2 separate regions of the Oryctolagus cuniculus genome follow, and region 2 is linked to region 1. A link is a contact called in public Micro-C data. All regions are on one chromosome and are shown on one strand. Each heading gives the region's core, a stretch centred on a gene start, on an enhancer-like site or on the middle of the called end of the contact. The rest is flanking DNA. Distances are from core to core; before and after follow the strand shown.

Region 1 (3,974 bases), core at 467-2,966:
CCATGTGGATGACAGGAACTCAATTGCTGGAAGGATCACATGCTACCTCCCAGGGTGCACACTTAGCGGGGAGCTGGAATCAGGAGTAGAGCCGGAACCCAAACTCATGTGCTCTGATACGGGATGCAGGCGTCTTAGCTCCTAGGCTAACTCCCAATCCCATGAATAAGGGTTGGAAAGAGTCCCAGTGATGCGAGTATTGCATTCTTGTCTCCTTCCTGCCTCTGCTTTGAGAAACTCTGGAAGACAGAATTGACTCTCATCTACGCCACAGAAGGGAAAAGAAGAGTTTGAAGAGATCCGAAACTCATCTAGCTCAGGGTTTCTTTCTTTTATAAATGATTTATTTATTTAGTTTCAGAGAGGCAGAGGCAGAAAGAGAGAGAGAGAGAGAGAGAGAGAGAGAGAGGTCTTCCAACCGATGGTTCACTTCCCAAACAGCCAGTCAGTGCTGGGCCAATCTGAAGCCAAGAGCCAGGAACTTCTTCCAGGTCTCCCAAGTGAGTGCAGAGGCCCAAGGACTGGGGCCATCTTCCACTGCTTTCCCAGGCCATAGCAGAGAGCTGGATCAGAAGTGGAGCATCTGGGGCTTGAACCCACACCCACATGGGATGCTGGCCCAGCAGGTAGTGGTTTTACTCGCTACACCACAGCACTGGCCCCTAGTCCAGGGTTTCTAAACCTCAGCCTGTTGGCATTAAGGACTATATAATTCCTTATTGTGAGTAACTGTCTTACAGCACTTCTGGCTGCGCTCTGCAATCCATGACAATCTGAAGTGTCTCCAGACATTGTCATACGTCCCCTGAGGGGCAAAATTATCCCTAGTTGAGAACCATGGACCCATTCTCCCACATAATCTAGAACTTTCCTTTATATACCACATATCCTTTGACTGTTGTAGGAGCCTGGGAGGTCAGTTTTCTGTTTTGATTTTCCTGGGAAGCACTCACATTGGTGTTAACATGAAGATTTTGGATTTTGAAGCACATTGCCATGGATCAGATCCTGCAGTCACTCTTTGGTCTGACCTTGGGCAAACCTCTGAACCCTTTTCATCCTATTTCATGAAACTCCCTAATCCTTATTTCACAGGTTTATTAGCAGGACGAACCCATCATGGGTGTAGAACGTTTAATGCTTTCATTTGCTGGATAACTGTATTCATTCTATTGAGCCCAGGTTCTCCATCTCTACACATGATCTTAGCCAAAAGGCTGAGAAATGATAGACTCCCATCTCTAACTCGCCTCCGTTGCTTGCACACCCCGATGCCGTGCAGACTGCCTGGCCTCTGGATCTCCCAATAGATCAGAATTTGGCCCCTGTCCCATCCTCATGTTTTCTCAGTGGACAAAACTCCCCAAACTTGGTTCCTCCTCAGACACTTGAGAAGCAGCAACACATCGCAGTTTAGGGAGGTTAATGATTAGGTCTGCATAAAGCTGGGTATAAACAAGGCTGGCTGATGGTGGGGAGCGGAGACACGTGGAGGCCTGGCCAGGAAGGCTGCCACGGTCACAGCAGAAAGGCTGGATGCTCACCAGCTGGTGCCTAGGGGAAGTGGCAGATGAATGACCTAAAAAGAAACCAACCCCCAAGAGCAGACCTTTCTACAATGACACCCTGGAGTTGGGCACCCTGAGGCCGCACGGCCCTTAGCCTCTCTTTCCAGCTGCCCATTTGCAATGAGCTCCTGACACTTTCCAGGAAGTATAAATGAGACAGGAACCCTGGAGGCCAGTGATCTGAGAAGCCATCTGACCCCTCAGACCATCCAGCATCTGCTGAATCTTTTAAAAAAGACTGCTGGTGTCTGGGAGCCAGCAGACTCCTCCTCTTTGTGGCAGCCAAGGGCTAGGCTCACCTCCTATGCCTCCACATGTGAGCTGGACTTGACAAAGCTCTTGTCAATTGTATGCCAGCAAATAGAGGCCTCAGGGACGGTCCCTTTGTGTTGGAGGAAGAAGTGTGAGTCACAGCACTGGTGCCACAGAGCTCTCCCTGTTGGGAGTGGCAGGCCCCGCAGGGTGGCCGGGGACATACGAAATCCCTGCAGTTGATTTTGATATATTTGAGAACATTTTCTTCAATGCCAGGGCTGGCTCTTGTTTGCCCTTGGATAGTAGAGGGGGAAATTGGACTGACATGATTCTCGGTTGAGACAGTGATCTCTGAGAGCCTGACTAGAAACAGACTGCGATGGATATCGTTGAAACTTGCACACAAGGCAGTCCTGCCTGCCGTTTCCTGGGGTAGGAGGGTCTCTTCGCCAAGGAGATTAGACCAGATTGTTTAAACATGGGGCTCCTGCGTCTGCCCTAAGGCTTGGTGCAATTTTCTCTTAGACAGTCTCTTGATTTACGACTCTAAATCACATGGAGCATGACTGTGACTCACCAGTGCCCATCCTCCCCGAGGCTTTGGAGATAAGGGCTCCACAATGGGAGGCTGCTGTGAGCCCAGGGAAGGGGAGCAGGATTCTGTTTCATAGGTTTATGAAAAAACATTGAACTGCTTTTTTGGGTATCTCTGGGGGGCTTGCAAAATGTGAGGTGGAGAAGAAAGACGTTGCTGAGGTCTCTTCTCCTCTGTGCTGCGAGTTGGGGGAGGGTGAAAGGGGGATATGCCTGTTCAAGTCTGCTCACCAGGGATGGTCTCTCCTCTCTGTGGAAGATCTTTGCTGTACTGGTCCCTCCCGAAACCAATCTTGATCCTTCCTTCTAGAAGCTTCAAGTCTTTGGCTGAAAGAGTGTCCACCTGAGTTCTCTAGTTCAGATTCCTGCTTGATCTGTGGGCTCTATTCAAACTTTCTGCCAAGGAGCACTGGGTTTCCATGGTCTTCAGATGTTGTCAGCTTTGATCTCATAACCTGGAAGTCAGAAAGCTAAGGTGGCCAGTCCTATGTGGCCATTTTAGTTTAAGGAACTGAGGACTAGAGAAGCGTGTGTCTTACCTGCAAGTGTACATCGGTGCATGTCAGAGTCTGCACAAGTTTTTCCTCCTGGTCCTGGGCCACTTCCGAGAATCCCAGAATTCTCCACAGTTCTACTGAACTCCAAACTTGTGTTGGATGTGGATGCATAATTTCTCTTGAGGTTTTCATTTTTCTTTCTTCTTATCCACAGTTATGGTGATAATGAGCCATGGGAAATAGTTTCATCTCTTCTATCTTCTTTTCTTTAATAAGATTCATTGAGATATTAATTATTAATAGTGTGCCTCTGAATTATTCAGTGTTTATTGGCTTATGCACTCCATGATGATCACTGAATATTTGTTGTGTTCCCTGCATGTGCCAGGGATGGTGCTGAGGGTTCTGTGTGTATGGTCACATTGCAGCCTCTGAGTCTTCCTGAAGAGTGGCTACTCTTTGTGTCTGCAGTTTGCAAAGTCATAGAGACTTGGAGAAGTGATCTTATGGCTCAAGTTCACGCAGTTAGACTTGGGCATGTCATGTTTCTTCCCGGTACTTGAGTTGATGATTTGAACCATTATCTTGTACTAGCTCTGTCTCCTGTAGTTCAAACTAACTCTGAGGTCGTGAATGGACTAAAGTACTTCCACAAGCTGATGGTTTGAAGAAGTGGTTTAAGATATTATGGCTTGTACAGATAACTCCTCTTCCTACAGGAGACTTTCTGCTGTCTCAATCCTATGTAGAATTTAGCAAACCTAACTTGAACTGAGCCATTCAATATTTCTTTTTTTATTTTTATTTATTTGTTTGAGAGGTAGAGCTACAGACAGAGAGAGGGAAAAACAGAGAGAAAGGTCTTCCATCTGCTGGTTCACTCCTGAAATGGCTACAATGGCTGGAGCTAGGCAGATACAAAGCTAGGAGCCAGGAGCTTCGTCTGGGTATCCCAGGTGGGTACAGGGACTTTCTCAGGCCAAAGCAGAGAGCTGCTTTGAAAGAGGGCAGCCAGGACATGAACTGGCACCCATATGGGATGCTGGTTCTGCAGGTGGAG
Region 2 (3,974 bases), core at 918-3,417, 1.0 Mb after region 1:
TTAACCCATTTATTATAGGCTGCTGATGTCTCATATGGCACCTCTACTGGTCTTTCAATTCTTTCAGTCTTCTGATCGCAGACTTCACTGTGACGGCAGAAGTGGTGCTGTTAAGACAAATCCAGTTTCCAACATAATTAATCATGTTAATGTAAAACGGCAAATAAGCAAACCTGCCCCATCTTAATGTTACAAGCTTGTATTAGGATCTCTGAAAACTTCTCCTAAAAGAAAAATTATACCAAGATACAGATTGCTCTATTGACAATTTGATGTAATTAAGCCAAACATTTAATTGCAGTTATTATTCAGGAGCAGGTGTTTGGCCAAGTGGTGAAGCACCCCTTTGGGGACACCACATTCCATTATCACAGCACCTGGACTCAAGTTGTTGGGACCCTGCCCTCCACACAGGAAACCGGGATTGAGTTCCCAGCTCCTGGTTTTTGCCTGGTCCAGATCTGGCCGTTACCAGCATCTGGGGAGTGATCTACCAGTGGGCGCCAGATTTCTGCTTGTCGGTGCCTTTCTAAAGCGAGTAAGATAAAGTGGGTCTGGGAACTGGGTAAGGGAAGCCTCAGACCCCTAGACTTCAAGTCAGCTGACACTTCTAAGAGGCCTTCAATTTCTAGAAATGGGCAAGCTTAAGAGTCAAAACAGTGACAACCAGCAGACACGGAGGCGGCCTCATCTGAGTGATGTCACTCGGCTGTCAGGTCACAAAGCTGAAGAGGTCCCCACAACACAAAGGTGTGGGGACCCCAACGGCCTCAAGTTCCTAATTACAGCTTTTAAACCAATTCCCAGCGCAAGCCAAGGTTCAGTAAAGATTCAGCCCCACAACGGACCATGACCCCAATGCCGGGTTTTGTTAGAGTAACTGAAAATAACCTGAAATTCTAAAAGCCCCTAAGACACTAAAGGCATCCCCACTTTCTCAGTCCTGTGCAAGTTAAAGTGGCCCACCCAGCCAATCCCGACACCGCCCCTTCGTGGCCCATATTATCCCAACGCCAGAAACGGACTCACTTGTATGTCCAGGCACCACCAGCCACTGTTTTCATGCAGGAGCCACAGTGCCAGATCCCCACGGCTCGTCTCTTCATCTTGGTCTACTCGGGGAGAAGTAATTGTCACCGTCAATCAAGCCTTCGAGGCTTTCGGGAGCCCCAACCTCCAGAGACAACCCAACCTCGTGCTGTTTTACGCGGGTATGGTAAGCTCCCAAACCCCTTTAGCTCACCAGTGCGAAACTTGCAATCCTAGTGAATCAAAGACCCCTCCCCGAAACCACTGACTGCTACGAGGCAGCACTCGCGCCCACAGCGAGCCTCCACTTACTCAACACGCAGGATGCCCTTCAGATCCACGCACAGACCTCTGGGGCTTGGCACCCACCCGACAACACCGATTCACTTCCCAAACATGTTTGGGGCGCAAGGCTATCCTTTTTCCCCCTCTAAATGAGACACTCTCACAACTGACAGTCATCCGCACCCGCAATTCTAACCGCTCACCGTTCCCAAGCTGCCTCCGGCGGAGGCCGCCCCCTGCCCCCCGCCCCCCGAGAGACCCCCTTACTTTGCCGCAGAAGGAGCAAGTGTACTTGGCATGCTGGCTGATCTCAATCTTCTTCACCATCTTCCGGAGGGAGGCGCCATAGCGGGTCCCGTATTTACCCACGATCCCGACCTTCTTGGTGCGTTTCGCCTGTTCAAAGTGAGGAGCCAGACAAACCAGCGACATTCAGGGGTGCGATCCAGGTTCCAGCACCCCCACACAACGCCCCTCCACCTCAACCCCGCCATGACCTGGACTGCCGCACATCAACCTGGTAAAACCAGCGCCCAGTGCCGGCCCCATATTAATCCGGCCTGGGTGGCCCCGGCCGCCCCCGCCCCTTCGCCTGGGACAGCACCCCCGGACTCCGGGGAGGGCATGGGACAGGGCAGACCAGCAGAGGCCAATGAGGGCGAAAGAGCCCAGCAAGGAGCAGATGCCGGGGGATAGCGATCCAGGCCGCAAGAGACAGGATTCTCACCATAGCGCCGCCACCTAGGTCCAAGCCCAGAGAGGAAGAGAAGTCGCGCGCAGGCGCGATTTTAGGCCGGCAAGCGGAAGTGGCGCGGGGAGGCCTATCTAGGAACCGATCTCTATGGTCTGGAGGTTTCCCCGCTGCCTGCCGGGAAATGTTTGGCGTAGCCGCCCCGCTTCAAAAACTGTAGCGACGGGGAACCCAAGCGGGCAGCGCAGCCACATTGTGTTGCGCTTACCTCAAAATCTTGCCGAGCAGTACCATTTTCTTCATTTTGAGGTCAAGGAACCGGAGTCAGATCTTAAGTGGCTTGCCTGCTGTCAGGTGGCTTAGAGAAGTGCTTAAATCTTAACATTTGTGACTCCAAATCTCATTGCTTTCCCCATGTCGTATCCTTTCTGGGAGCAGCTGCCCCTGTGCGGGATGCTGGCGTTAGTGGTGACAAGATCGGAACAAGTTGCAGGGCAGCCGGGAGACGGTCGTGTAACCGCATTCACGAGCTCCAAGTTTTCCAGGGAAAGGCAGGTGTCCCCTGGGCTTAACGGGGGAGGGCCTGCGGTTCGCTAAGCGAAGTCCCAGAGTCGAAGGCTGGGGAGGGGTCCACATCACGGTCAAGTTCCGTTTTGCAGCCGCTCTCTGGGGCCCCCGGTTCTCACCAGCTGCCCCCCACCCGCCCCCCGCATCACCCTAGGCTGTCAGGCAGGTTCCTGCTCCAGGCTCCACGCCAAGGGCTCGCCACACTCTATTGTCTAACCACAATCTATTGTCCACCCTTCCAGGGGCAGCAGAGGACAGCCAGGCTTCTTGCCAGGCAAATGACATCACAGCCACTCCTTGGGGGGTGGAGGGGTGGTAATTGGTAATCGGTTCCAGGACCTCCTTGGGTACCAAAGTCCGAGGATGGTGAAGTCCCTTCTATAAAATAGTGTAGTATTTGCACTCACCTATATACATCCTCTTGTGCACGTTACATCATCTCTGGGTGATTTATAACTCCCAGTACAATGTACGTGCTATGCAAATAGTCACGGGGGGAAACAAAGACTGCAGTGTTTCCTCTCTCAATATTTTCAGTCCGCGGTTGGTTGAGTCACAGAAGAGGAGTGCAGGGATTCAGAGAGCTGACTAGAAAGTTACCCTGCCAGATGGCTAGGACAGAAGAGAAGATGCTCAGAGAACTATTTCAGGGGCCAGCATTGTGGCCTAGTGGATTAAGCCACTGCTGCAATGCTGGCATCCCAGGTGGGCACCTGCTGGTGTCCTGGCTGCTCTGCTCTCTATCCAGCTCCCTGCTAATGCACCTGGGAAAACAGCAGAAAATGGCCCAAGTACTTAGATGAAACTCCTGGTTCCTGGCTTCAGCCTGGTCTAGCCCTGGCTGTTGAGGCCACTTGGGAAGTGAAGCAAAGGATGGAAGATCCCTCTCTGTGTAACTCTGCCTTTCAAATAAATAAATATATCTCTAAAAATAAAAAAGACTCTTAGAATAAGAGTGTACGAGAATCCATGATTTAAGGGCCAGGAAAGACCATGACGGCTGAAAGGCATTGTGGGAATACCTGGCTATGTTTTCAGTAGAATTCTGGCCACAAGTAGGTTCAGTTCACACAGCTTAAAATGAATTACCTCAAATAATTCTGCATGTGTTCTCTTGTGATGGTTAATTTTATAGCATCAGCTTGACTGGATTAAGGAGTGCCTAGAAACCTGGCAAAGCATTCTTTTGGATGCATTTGTGAGGGTGTTTTCAAATGAGATTAGCAGGTGGGTCAGAGTGGATTAGGTAGGAAGACCATCAGTTGCAGTTGGCTGGAGGTCTCAAAAGAATAAATACAGAAAGTGAATTGTGCTGGCTCCCTGCCCCACTCCCCCACCCCGCCACCCCCATCTGAGAAGGCTGGGACACACTGATTCCCACCTTGGACATCAGTTGCTGGTG

What was found. Hi-C and Micro-C count contacts between places; a contact is called where the count stands out from the background.
Region 2: a Micro-C map of ear pinna shows a contact between it and region 1, with 4 times the contacts expected there. The contact joins the promoter of RPL37A here to the enhancer-like site in region 1. A contact is called at or near these places in 2 of 6 Hi-C or Micro-C datasets (ear pinna and an unstated tissue).

What each region holds. Positions count from the first base shown.
Region 1 is chr3:21,745,100-21,749,073 of mOryCun1.1, forward strand. No RefSeq gene overlaps it. Among named protein-coding and RNA genes, the nearest start is that of TNS1, 500 kb to the left of the region's middle. Within about 2 kb of position 1,717, at least 1 of the 8 cell types and tissues checked has an H3K27ac peak or open chromatin away from gene starts, as enhancers often do. A contact at or near this core is called in ear pinna, where this site is marked.
Region 2 is chr3:22,780,956-22,784,929 of mOryCun1.1, forward strand. It overlaps RPL37A (ribosomal protein L37a), which reads right to left and starts at 2,168. Exons shown (of 4, transcript XM_002712466.5): 1 at 2,042-2,168; 2 at 1,582-1,710; 3 at 1,030-1,112; 4 at 1-107. The coding sequence starts at 2,044. The coding sequence ends at 44.